3 separate regions of the Mus musculus genome follow, and all the other regions are linked to region 1. Evidence: chromatin contacts called from public HiChIP or PLAC-seq data. All regions are on one chromosome and are shown on one strand. Each heading gives the region's core, a stretch centred on a gene start, on an enhancer-like site or on the middle of the called end of the contact. The rest is flanking DNA. Distances are from core to core; before and after follow the strand shown.

What was found. HiChIP or PLAC-seq counts read pairs in DNA pulled down with a chosen protein or histone mark.
Region 2: an H3K4me3 HiChIP or PLAC-seq map of bone marrow-derived macrophages shows a contact between it and region 1, with 2.9 times the contacts expected there. The contact joins two enhancer-like sites. A contact is called at or near these places in 4 of 115 datasets of contacts at active chromatin or transcription factors (astrocytes, bone marrow-derived macrophages, embryonic basal ganglia and 1 more) and 1 of 9 other capture datasets (adipose tissue).
Region 3: an H3K4me3 HiChIP or PLAC-seq map of the 230-238 cell line shows a contact between it and region 1, with 13 read pairs. The contact joins the promoter of P4hb here to the enhancer-like site in region 1. A contact is called at or near these places in 1 of 39 promoter capture datasets (cranial neural crest), 2 of 484 Hi-C or Micro-C datasets (epiblasts and nephron progenitors), 2 of 115 datasets of contacts at active chromatin or transcription factors (the 230-238 cell line and embryonic stem cells) and 3 of 9 other capture datasets (adipose tissue, embryonic stem cells and pancreatic islet).

Annotation. Positions count from the first base shown.
Region 1 is chr11:120,402,721-120,406,637 of GRCm38.p6, forward strand. Nploc4 (NPL4 homolog, ubiquitin recognition factor) reads right to left here. Exons shown (of 17, transcript NM_001195023.1): 12 at 1,486-1,646. Among named protein-coding and RNA genes, the nearest start is that of Faap100, 26 kb to the left of the region's middle. Within about 2 kb of position 2,306, at least 28 of the 459 cell types and tissues checked have an H3K27ac peak or open chromatin away from gene starts, as enhancers often do. A contact at or near this core is called in the 230-238 cell line and bone marrow-derived macrophages, where this site is marked.
Region 2 is chr11:120,158,154-120,162,070 of GRCm38.p6, forward strand. It overlaps Gm39486 (a long non-coding RNA gene), which reads right to left. Exons shown (of 4, transcript XR_003949835.1): 3 at 1,399-1,478. Among named protein-coding and RNA genes, the nearest start is that of Gm39486, 5.3 kb to the right of the region's middle. Within about 2 kb of position 1,813, at least 85 of the 459 cell types and tissues checked have an H3K27ac peak or open chromatin away from gene starts, as enhancers often do. A contact at or near this core is called in bone marrow-derived macrophages, where this site is marked.
Region 3 is chr11:120,571,486-120,575,402 of GRCm38.p6, forward strand. P4hb (prolyl 4-hydroxylase, beta polypeptide) reads right to left here and starts at 1,768. Exons shown (of 11, transcript NM_011032.3): 1 at 1,172-1,768; 2 at 36-242. The coding sequence starts at 1,322.

The DNA of each region.
Region 1 (3,917 bases), core at 1,056-3,555:
AAATAAAAATAAAAACAAATTAAGTATATCTCAATGACTAAGAATACTTCCTACTCTTCGCAGAAGACCTGAGTTCAGGGCCAAGTGCACACAGGTGGTTCATACATATCTGTAACTCCAGTTAGCCTCCAAGGGCACTGTACACGTGCAGTACAGACTTACTTGAAAGCAAAACATTCCCACACAAAACATATAAATAATGCTAGGTGTGTTGCTATACACCTTTAATCCCTACACTCAGAAGAGGTAATATCTCTGTAAGTTTGAGGCCAGCCCAGTCTACATACTGTCTTGTAAGACTCTGCTGCCCCTCTAAAAAAAAATTTTTAATCAAATAGATATATAGAGCTATATAACAAGCAAACACAAAAAGGCATCATGAGTGGTCCAAGAGAGTCCCTGGGCAACATTAAGACTGTACACAAGGAACCAAAAGTAATCAAGAGTAAAACCATTCCTAAGAGAAAGGCCAGCCAAACTACTCAACAAAACAAAACAAACCAACAGGTGATAGGGCAGCAGGTAGGTAACAGAGCAGCAATGACACCCTTATCCTGTCAAGCTATAATGCACATTTTATCAATAGACTGTCCTGTGAAATTTGAGCTCACTGAGAACTGGCTTTGGAAGTGGGGTTGCCCCACCCCATTTCAGATCCAAGCACGTTTTCTCAAAGTGTTTTCTAAAGTTCTCCTATTTAGTGATGTGTTGCTTCCAACTCTGTGACAGGGAGAAGAAGCCAACAGAACAGGCCCAGAGTAAGACCTTGGGGGCAGGATGTCACTTCCAGATTACTGTATTCACCCATGATATAAAAGGCCTACAGTGGGAAAGAGATCAAAGTCCAGCAGTTGTGGAGAGAAAGCTCCATCGGCTTCTACAGATGTTGTAAACACCTGGGTTGATGTTATCTTTGTCTGTTGCTATTTGTTCTTTTACTTGGAAGCCTCGTAAGGAAATATTGCTCTGCCTGGGGAATTCTGATCGGAACTCCAGGTGACCACATCAAGCAGGCTTCTCACTCAAGTTTCTGCTGGATGCTTGTAAGCCTGTCTGATTTGATGATATTTCCTTCCTACCATTATTTGTTCTTTTTCTTGGAAGCCTCACAACAAAAAATTGGGTCCGTGTAGCAAGCAGAATTCTTAACAATGGCGCAAATACCTCATCTTTACAAAGGAGGCTGCACAGTGAGATCTGATGTAACATGTTCAAACCCAACATGTCTGGTTCCTTTTCTGTCTATACCCCACAATGCCATACGCACACACGCGCACACTCACACACGCACACGCGCGCACACACACACACACACACACACACACACCCATGAGTAACAAGCTTCAGAATGTGACAGATGCCTTGATCCACAGCTGAGCTTTAAAATACAATGGATGAGGTCACACTCCAAACTATTGCAAAACCACAAGAGGCAAAGAGACTCACATCACCCTACATATATGTAATATTCTTGTTCTGCTTTACCTTATAAAACACATCAGGAACATACTGCTCACTGCTGGACTCCTTAGCATAGCCAAGCTCAGGGGCATCCTTACAAGGTAGAAGACACTCATCTCGGACTAGTGCCATGCACTGATTGGATACCTGGTACCCTTCAAAGTGAACCTGGTTGTCAGGACCACCTGCAAAAAAAAAAAAAAACCTTTTAAGAGAAGCTACCAGAAACATTAAAAAAAAAAAAAAAAAAAAGAAAGAAACATAATTAGAAGCATTCCACATCACCCATCATCCAACACTAGTAAGCAAAGAGTCAAGAATATGCTGGGTAACCTGGAGGGTGGCCCTAGCCCTATCTGCAGAACTGTGTGTGTGTGCGTGTGTGTGTTAGAGCACACAGACTCAGACTCAGCTTGGACACAAAAGTGGGAGGACAGACACTGTTCCACATCCTGGCAGCTCTAGCCCCTCAGTGAAGGAGGTCAGGAGTAACCGCACATTCCTTTGCAGGCAGGAGGTTGGCAAGTACAGGTGTGGGGTAACAACAGACTCTATATGGGGCTGGGTTGCAGAGTTCTTGTCTAGCATAATGGAGCCCTAGATTCACTCTCCAGCATAAACCAGGCATAGTGGTAAATGCCCTTGGGAGATGAAGGCAGGAGGATCAGAAATTCAAGGTCATCCTCTACTACAGAGCAAGTTCAAAGTCAACTTAGGCTTCATGACAATGTCTCAAAAAAAAAAAAAAAAAAAAAAAAAAGAAGAAGAAAAGAAGGCTCAGCCACACAAGTCTGGAGACTGGCCTGAATTTGAGACCTACAACCCACACAAAAAAGAGGAACTGACTTCCATGTGTGCACCACAGTGCTCCCATGTGCCTCTCTACTCTCTCTCTCCAAATAACTGAAAAGAGAAAACTGATGCTAACAAGCAGATCAACCATGCAGCATCTCCAGATTACAGAAATCTATGTGGTCCGATCAAGTCAGTGCTCCAGTATCTCATACTGTGAGTGCCAGGACACTGCCCAGACCAATAGTAATGGGCACCCCAAGAGTACTCACAGCTCTCCACACTAAAGATACATACAAACCCTGAAGAGTATCCCTCTTTCCAAGCACCATCCATAAAGACCTAACATTAAGGGAGCTGGAGAGACAGGTTAGTAAGACACCTATTGCCTGCCTGAATTGGATCCCTAGAATCCACATGAAAAAAAGAATTGACTCCTGCAAATTGTCTTGGACCTCTGCATGCATTCTATAGGATACGTCATATGTGTGCCCACAAACAATGTCATATGTGTGCCCACAAACACAAAGGTAGACTGTAACAAAATTACATATTTGTAATATTGTAATTTATAATAAAATATGATTTTTAAAAAAGAAAACATTAAAGACAAAGATAATATAAATGGCTATTTCAGAGTCACCCAGCCAGTTACACTGGACCCTGAAATTAAGGGGGTGAGGACGTAACGGGTATAACTTAAGTAAGTAGGTGTAATCCCAGAATCAGGACTACACAAGGAAAACGCCAATGCTCATTGTTCTTTTAGAGCTCTAAAGACTTTTAAAAAACCTACCATTATTTCAGTTTGCTAAAGTTACAAATCAGGACAGATATTCAGTCAATCTGGTTTTCAAATACATATCTGACCCAGACCCCAGAAACACAATAAAAAAAGTGTAGAAGACAAAGGTAAAAGTTGGCCCCTAAGCCATTCATCTTCATACACAGAAGGCCAGCTGCAGCTGGTGACCAAGCCCTCAGAGAAAACAGTTGCCACTGTCCTGTTCAGAGCTTTGCCCGTTATCTGTCGTCTTCAGCAGACCACAGTTCCGGCCATGAGCACATTCAGGTTTAGCTGTGCAGCTTATCTGGTAACACACAGAACATGGCACCATACCTGAGCTCTGTGGCTCAGAGTACAGAGCAGAGACCAAAGCTGGAGACATGCAGGCAAGCATGGGTGCACAACTGCTTACTGCTTCCTCTGGGCACTACAAACCAGGAATGGGTTCAGATCAGTCATTTAAGTGTGACAGGTCATTAGGAAAAGAAAACCTTGTGAGAAGAGAGTGGTAAGTAGTACCTATAAATACAACATTGGTTTTTTGTTTGTTTGTTTGTTTGTTTGTTTTTTAAAAAAGGCATCAGAAACCAGGCTTGGTGATATATGTTTCTAATTCCAGTACTTGTAAAGTGGAAAAAAGAGGATGGGGAGTTTAAGGCTGGCCTGGATGACACGAGATCCTTACCTCTCCACCATATCCCCACCCCCACCCCCCATGGCTCAGTATATCCAGCAAGTTTGAAGCCCTGAGTTCAATCCCAAACATCACAAAGAAGGGATGGGGGAGTAATATTGGTCCACACAGGTAGTCTCTGAAAGTAGCTTGAGCTACACACATTCCTTTGCCAAGTGGAGAAGAAACATGCACAAACCCACA
Region 2 (3,917 bases), core at 563-3,062, 250 kb before region 1:
GACCTTCCTGCCAGATTCTGAGGAGGATGTTGTCTTAGGACCATGGCTTCTCAGAAAGGAATGAGCCCACCAGTCCGGGCTCCTTCACTGAGCAGCACAAGAACACAGGGGCAAGATGATCCCCTCATAGAAAAAGCCACACAGTGGTGGTGCACACCTTTAACCCCAGTACTCAGGAGGTAGATGCACCTAGATTTCTATGAGTTCCAGGTCAGCCTGGTCTACAAAGCAAGTTCCAGAAAACCAGGGCTACACAGAGAAATCCTGTCTTAAAAAAACCAAGAAGAGGAAGAGGAAGAGGAGGGGGAGGAAGAAAAGGAGGAGAAAGAGGAAGAAGGGGAGGAGGAGGGAGGAAGGAAAAGAAGGAAGGAAGGGAGGGAGGAAGGAATGGGTCTTCTCAGGAGGAGAAAGACAGATGTTGTCTGCAGGGAACCCAATGAATGTGCCACTGACTAGAGGGAAGAGCATGAAGGCAGCCAGGTAGGACAGGTATGTTCTTATGACCAGGACCTGACCCAGTCAACCAGAAAGGCGGGGTGGTTTTTGTGAAGAGTTCTCAGCTATCTCTCCTCCTCTCTGCTGCCTGGAGAGCAGGGGAAATGTTTCAAGTTCTCACAGCCTTTGTGGAATCATCTGTGGCTTCACTGCCAATCAGGAACTCATGGCTAGTTCATCTTCAGAATCCATGACCACTCCCTGTGACACTGCCTCTCTGTCTGGGTTATCATTGCTATCATATACACTTGATCTTAGATAACTCCACAAAGGACCATCCACGTACTGTGGGTCATGCGAGCGACTCTCAGGGAGCAAGGAAGCTTCAGGGGGTGGAGCCTAACTAACGTAAGGAAGTTAGGTCATTGTGGGTCTGCCCTCAAAAGGGAAGAGCCCTTTGTCTCACAGCTTATCTCCTTGCTTCACTGTGTGAGGTTGAGTAGGTTTCCTCTACCAGGACCCCACCCCCACCACAATTGACTTTACCCCTTAGGGCCAAAGCAACAAAGCAAAGTGGCCATGGACTGATCCTTTGATGCCAGGAGCCAAAGATAACTCTCCTTCTAGGTTGATAACTCGCATGCGCTGCACAGCAGTGAGCACTGATAAGCCCAGACCCCTCTCCAGGGTCGCTTCTCTACAGTGTGGTCCTCACCTCACGGGGTCCCCTCTGCTTGCCACACAGAAGCCAGCATTATTTCCATCCATGCTGTCCCCTCACTAGGACCCTGCAGGTGTCCTGCACAGTACACAGTCCACCCCAAGCTGTCCCCAGCATCCTTCCTCCCTTAGCCCACCTCCACCTCAGTTGTGCTGGTGGGTCCTTCCTGAGGCTTAGGGAGGTGCTGGAGACCACATAGGCCACTGTGATCCCAAAGCTCCCATCCCTGTAGCAATCAATACCTGTGTCTGACCTGTGAGCTGAGCAGATTTCCCATAACTTCTGGCTGCTTCCGTGTGGAGTCTCGCACTGTGTCCCATGCCTTAGGAAGGAGAGTACAGACTGAACACACCTTCAACCACTCAGCCCTTCATCCCGCTGGCCTAGAGCAAAGCCTCGATAGGGCCTTAGGGACTGCTTTGTAGGTCTTCACGAGAAGTGGGAACTGGGCCCTTATACCCTCTCCTCTCATGGTCTTAAGGTGCAAGCCCTTGCTAGTCTCAGAGAGAGGGAGGTCACAGGGACACCTTGTCCCAGCAGACGCAGGAATTTTTCTAAGTGGGGCCTGAGCTTGAGTGGTCCACCCCCACCCCTGCCCAGAAGCCTGACAGTGTGACCTTTGCAAATGTCCCCAGCTCAGACAAAGGCTGCAGATTATAATCTTGGCCACCAGGAGGAAATGTCCCCTGAACCTTCCATTATTAGTCTGTAATTACTGGAAGCCATGGAGAATCCGACAAGGTGGAAAACCTGCTTTCATCTACATTTTTTTTTTCTCCTTTTCTTACAACTCCAGATGAGAGAAAGAGGCGGGCTTGGTCTCAGTGTATCGAGCCTTTCTGTCTGTACCTCCTACATCAGTGGGGCACGCACACACAGGCTGCCCCAGAGACCCTTGCCAACTTCTCCTGAGCAGGGGTGCCATCGCAGCCTCCCTCCCCGGAAATCCATATGCCATGTATCTTGTTTAGACAAAAGGCAGAGCCTCAGAGACGGAGGGACAGAGGGGACAGAGTATAAGCACACCCTCCTCCTGACACCCTCAGCAAGGGACAGGCCTGGCCCAGAAACACAGCCTCCAGCACAGGCTTCAGTCTTCCCACACTAGGACGGCAAGCTGGGGACGGCTGGGCCACCTTAGCTCAGCCTAGGACCTTGTGGAGTTACCAGGCCTGAGGTCCAGCCAGCCTGCACTCAGCTCTCCACACACCTACCCCAGGAACCCTGCGACCCAGGAATGCCAGGCCATCGCAAAACTCAGAACTGAGATGTCCTACTCTTCAAACTGCATCACAGGTGATGACTTGGGATAAGAGACAGAGGGACCACATTGGATTCACTCACCGCCATCCCCAGGAGTGCCAGGAGAGGGCTCCACCAAGGGCTCTGGCCATGCATGGAAGCAGAGATGCTGCATTGTAGAAGAGACAGGGTGCAGATGACCAGTAGCCTCCGTGCCTTGCCCAGGGATGGAATACCAATGACCAAAGCCTTTGATACCTTGCTCAGGGATGGGATACCAATGACCAAAGCCTTTGATACCTTGCTCAGGGATGGGATACCAATGACCAGTGTCCCCTAAGCCTTTCTCGGGGATGAGGTAGCAATGCCCTCCATGCCTTGCTCAGGGCTTCCAGAAGTATGGGCAGGCAGGGCCTGGGTCCTTCCTTTTCCCCCACCTCACCCCCAAGGCACCTAGGATGCAACCTAAGGGCTTTGCATGTGCTAGACACCTACTTTTACACTGAGCTATATTCCAGACCTCAAGAGACCCACTGTACTCAGTTTTGGCTTGTCCCATCAACAGACCAAAGAGCAGAGGGTTCTCCTGTCTCCTACAAAAGTGTGCCCCAGTCAGGACTCATCTAGAAAACATGAGTCCTATAGCTCCAGGGAAGGGATGACCTCCTGGTACAGGGTAACTGGACCCCAGACGAGTCCCACCCTATGAGGGATTTCTGAATGCTTGCTGGATCCCCTGTGGTGCCAACCCCCAGGCCTCTTCCAGGTGCTCCTTCTCTGTTAGGCTGAGACATTGGGGTACAAGGATCAAGCAGACACAGCTGAGAGTCCTGGGGCACTGTTGGGCTGTATCCAAGTTCTCATGCAGCAGCTGCAACCCGAACTCCCTGCACCTCCCCAGTGCTCCCGCTGTACCGTGGCCCCAGGGAGGCTATGCTGGAATGCAGCAGGCCCAGGCCCAGGCCCAGCTCCCCAGCTCCCCAGCTGTGACAAGGACCATGCAGATAGAGCTGGGGTGAAAATCCCAGGATAGAGTGATAGAGGAAAGCAGTGATAGAGGTCGCAGCACACAGGGCTCCAATAGGCTTACATTGAGGACAGGGCTGGCAAGGGCGAGGGCAGGTAACTTGCATGGAGGCAGAGCCTGGGCAGGGAGAGAAGGCTTGTCCAGGGTGATCAGTGGGAAGGGGGCTTAGGAGAGGCCATGTCTAAGCCAGGAGGGTATTTATGCCAGGCCTGGCCTAACTCCTGTTCCATCTGTACTCTGTCTAGTAGACATGGAAAGTCTGCCAGCCAGCAAAGGCCTGGGTCATACCTGGGTCCTAGCTGCAGGAGAATGACCCTGGTATCTTAGCTTGCTTGCTTGCTGGTTACCAGAGACTCCATAGCAACAGGCATTCTCTCACAGCCAAGGATTATAATGGTCCCTGACAGTCTCCAAGGCAGAACTCATTGTCCCACAGTGTGATCTCCAGACAGTATGTTTTACTTACATTCTCAACGTTGAGGGGAGCCCTGC
Region 3 (3,917 bases), core at 518-3,017, 170 kb after region 1:
TACACAGTTATTAAAGGGCAGTTCTAGGGTCACACCTGTATATTCCTTTGGGGAGGCTGTGTCTCCATTCTTGAAGAACTTGATTGTGGGGTAGCCACGGACACCATACTGCTGAGCCAGGTCAGACTCTTCTGTGGCATCCACCTTTGCTAGTCGAATCTCAGAGCCTTCTGCCTTCAGTTTTGCGGCAGCTTTGGCATACTCGGGAGCCAGAGCTTTGCAGTGGCCACACCACGGGGCATCTGTAAAAGAAACCAGGACATTGGAAGGTAGTCCTCTATCCAGGTCTATTTCTTCCCTTTGTACTTCCTTTCATAAAAACCTTATCAGCATACCAAGATAACCCCTCTTAATGCAGTCAAGAGACTGCACTGATAGCTGGTGCTCTTGGGCAATATGAGGACAGAGGCCACGAGTGACAAACCAACCCCAATCCCTACTTTGCCCTGTGACCACCAGCACTGTAAAATCATCCTTGACTTGTAACTTCGTACTGCCCCCAGCAATCAGGGTCAGTGTATACCTGGGGTTTACCACTCAGAATCTAGGAAAAGTTAAAAGGTTGCTGGGCCAGCACTATATGTAGCAAGTACGTGTCCAGATGCCTATCCAAAGCTGTTCTTTCTACTATGGGAATGTGACAATCTGTCAAGGCAACCTGGCAGCTGTGTTGGAGCTCACACACTTGTAAGCAGAAGTAAAGGCTTAGATCTGGCTTGCTTCCCGGTATACGGCAAGTTACAGGTAGGGTGGGCATAGTAAAGAGCGTTTGATCTACTCTATCGGAACTGCTAACTGCTCACACAGCCCACTCTGTTTTTCCCAGCTAACAGAAGGTTCTGGCCATGTGGACGTCGTGCACAAAGATACCTTCTTGATTCTCAATCCCGCAGTCCCCCTCAATGAGCTCTGACTACAACGACTTCTACTTTGGGTAGGAAGGATGCTCTTGGGACAACTGGAAGCAGAGAAGCTTACAGTAGGTGCTACCCGCGAGGTGCAGCTCTGGACCGGCCAGTCCGTGTTCCGTGGGGCAAGCTGAGGGCTACGGGCCACCGTACTCAAGAGGGGCCGGCCGCGCAGGACAGTGCTGGGTGCCGCAGAGGGCGGCCCGGAGGAGTCCGTGGACAAGGGGCCCTTCCCCCCCCGCCCAGGCCCACGGCGCACTCACAGAACTCCACCAGCAGGTACTTGTGCGCCGCCAGCGCCTCCTCGAAGTTGCTCTTCTTCAACACCAGGACGTTGTCCTCCTCCTCCAGGGCGTCGGCGCCCACCCTAGCCGCCCAGGCCAGGGCTAGGCACAGCAAAGCACGGCTCAGCATGTCGGACGTCTGCAGCGGGCGGGGCAGTTGGGTTGGCGCCGCCGGGACAGCCAAGGCGACGAGAGCGCGCGTCGGTCCAGACCTCGCCTTTATAAATCCTGGGCCGGGGACGCGCCCACGCCTCCCCCTCGCTGCGCGCGTCAGCCGCCGTGCGCATGCGCCCCGCCGCGCCCTCCGATTGGCCAAGGAGCTGAGAGACCCGCCCTCGCCGTGCGGGGACTGGACACCCACTCAAGGCTGGGCCACCAAGTCGACAAAGACCCGGAGGCCTTTCGGTTCTTGCCTGGGATTGGCCACGGCGCGCGCGCGCGCGCACAAACCCAATGTCCCCCAGCGTCTGATTCGCTGGCGAAAGCCAACTTTCTCTTTCTGGACTTCTGACTGGCGACTTTTCCCACGCCTTCCACACGTCTGGAATGGCTGCGGCTTTCCGCTGCCCGGCCTCGTGGCTCCTGATTGGTGGAGAGATGCGCGTACCCAGCCCGATTCTCCGTCGAACGTGGCAGTGGGCGGAGTCCCGGACCCCTGGGCGGGGCTACGCTTGCGCCTCCGAAGCCCCTCGTGTTGCATTCTGACTGGACCGCGTTTCCGTACTGGCACCGCCCCCAAGTCTCCTCAAGGAAGCCAGGGACGCCACTTCCGGTGCGCGTGCGGCTCGTGCGGTCCCTGCCCAGGTCTTGGGTGACGGACCCTAGTTTCGGGGTCGGTGTTCTGTGCTTTTCTCGGCTGCGGTAGCTGCCAGGCGTGTCCCCACGCCGCGGGCACGTTTCTCGGGCGCCCCGTGGTCGTCCGAGGCTCCTGTCCACCATTCGGAATTCGGTGCCCGAGACCTCTGCGGAAGCTGCTGGGGAAGTGGAGAAAGCAGTCCGTGCCGTCCGCTTTATACTGACCACATGTTGAAATGGCTCTTGAGTTCGTTGGGCTGAATAATAAAAAGGTTTGGCTTCTGTGAATCAGCCTTTCCATTACGTACGAGAGTCACATTTTGTCTCGGTTGGACTTCCTTTTCCAGAATCATCTTCTACTTTGTGTCTCTATCCCTTAGTGACTTGGAACTCATTGTACACAGGCTGGCCTGGAACCCGAGGAAATACTTAAAAGATCTGCACCGGCCCACTGGGTGCTGTAGTTACAGCTGTGAGCAGTCCCTGTCCGTGTTCGGTCCATCTTTCTCTTTCTTTACTGCTCCCCGGCTGTCAACCGACCTGCTCTCCACGCCCAGCCCGGGAGCTCACTCCTAGAAGCATCTTCTTTTTTCACTTCCCACTACGAAAACTATCCTGATTGTCAAGGGTCATTAGAAAAGGCAAACACCCAAATATTAAGTATATAGATTGACTAGTACTACACTGCTCTCAGAAATGGATAAAAAACAAGAAATATGGCATATGGTTTTGTATTTTGATAGTTTTTTTTTTTTTAATTGTTTTTAGTTTTTCAAGACAGTGTTTTCCTGTATAGCCCTGGAACTCGATAGACACCAACCTGGCCTTGGACTCAGAGATCCATTTACCTCTGCCTCCTCAGAGTGCTGGCATCAAAGATGTGTGCCATCACTGCCTGGCAGTAGCTTCTTTAGCAACGTTGTCAATAAGGACATGCATGTATTACCTTTCCTACTAGAAACTCCTCTTATCTAGTGTGAGTTTCTTCCCTTGAAGACCAAGTCCTTTGTGCCCCAACCCATTCAGTGTAGGCAGAGAGGGAGTCAGATCCTGGTCGGAGCTCACTGGGAAACCTTCGAGTATATACGGGATGACTTTGCAGGCCTAGGAGAGCTATGAATGAATTTGCCCTGGAAGAGTACCTAATCTAGCAGCAGCTTGGCTAGGTGCTTGGTTTTTTCTCTGCCTATCTTTAGTGCCTGTACACATTCCTGACTTGGGTACAATAGAAATAGCTTCATATATGATGCTGCTATCTCCCAGTGATTTTTTTAGCTGCCTTGAGCTGTTCTAGAAACCATTATTTGGAACTAGAGACAAAAGAGCGGGCCACTGGTGGCACACCTTTAATCCCAGTATTCAGGAGGTAGAGGCAGTTGGATCTGTGTGTGGCCACCCTGGTCTACAAAGCAAGTTCTAGGACAGCCAGGGTTACACAGAAACCCTGTCTCAAAAAGTGAAAAAAGAGAAGAATGTTCGCTGGTATGGCAGTGTTCCCTTGTAATCCCAGTATTTGAGAGAGGCAGGTGGATTAGCTCTTTCTGTCTTGTTTTTGTGTCTCCCCTGTCCCCCTTCTTTAGCCCTATATATTTTTTTGAAACTCACTATGTAGACTAGCCTGGCCTCTCGAACTTTGAGCAATTGTACTGCCTCTGCCTCCTAAATGACTGGAATTACAGGTATAGTAAAATATACCAGGAGCTGAAGGACAACATGGGCTACTTGAGACCTTGTCTCAAAAAAAAAAAAAAAAAAAAAAAAAAAAGTTTCAGGATTTTGGTAATTAAATGCTAGGCGTGGGATGTTTTGTCTATGGAAGGGAAAAGAACAGGGCAGGGGAGGGAGTTGAGTGTGATAGTTTAAAGACAACTTGCCTTCAGGACCAGGGCTGAGTCTCAGTTTGCCTCTGGGCTCTGTGTCAGACACAGAA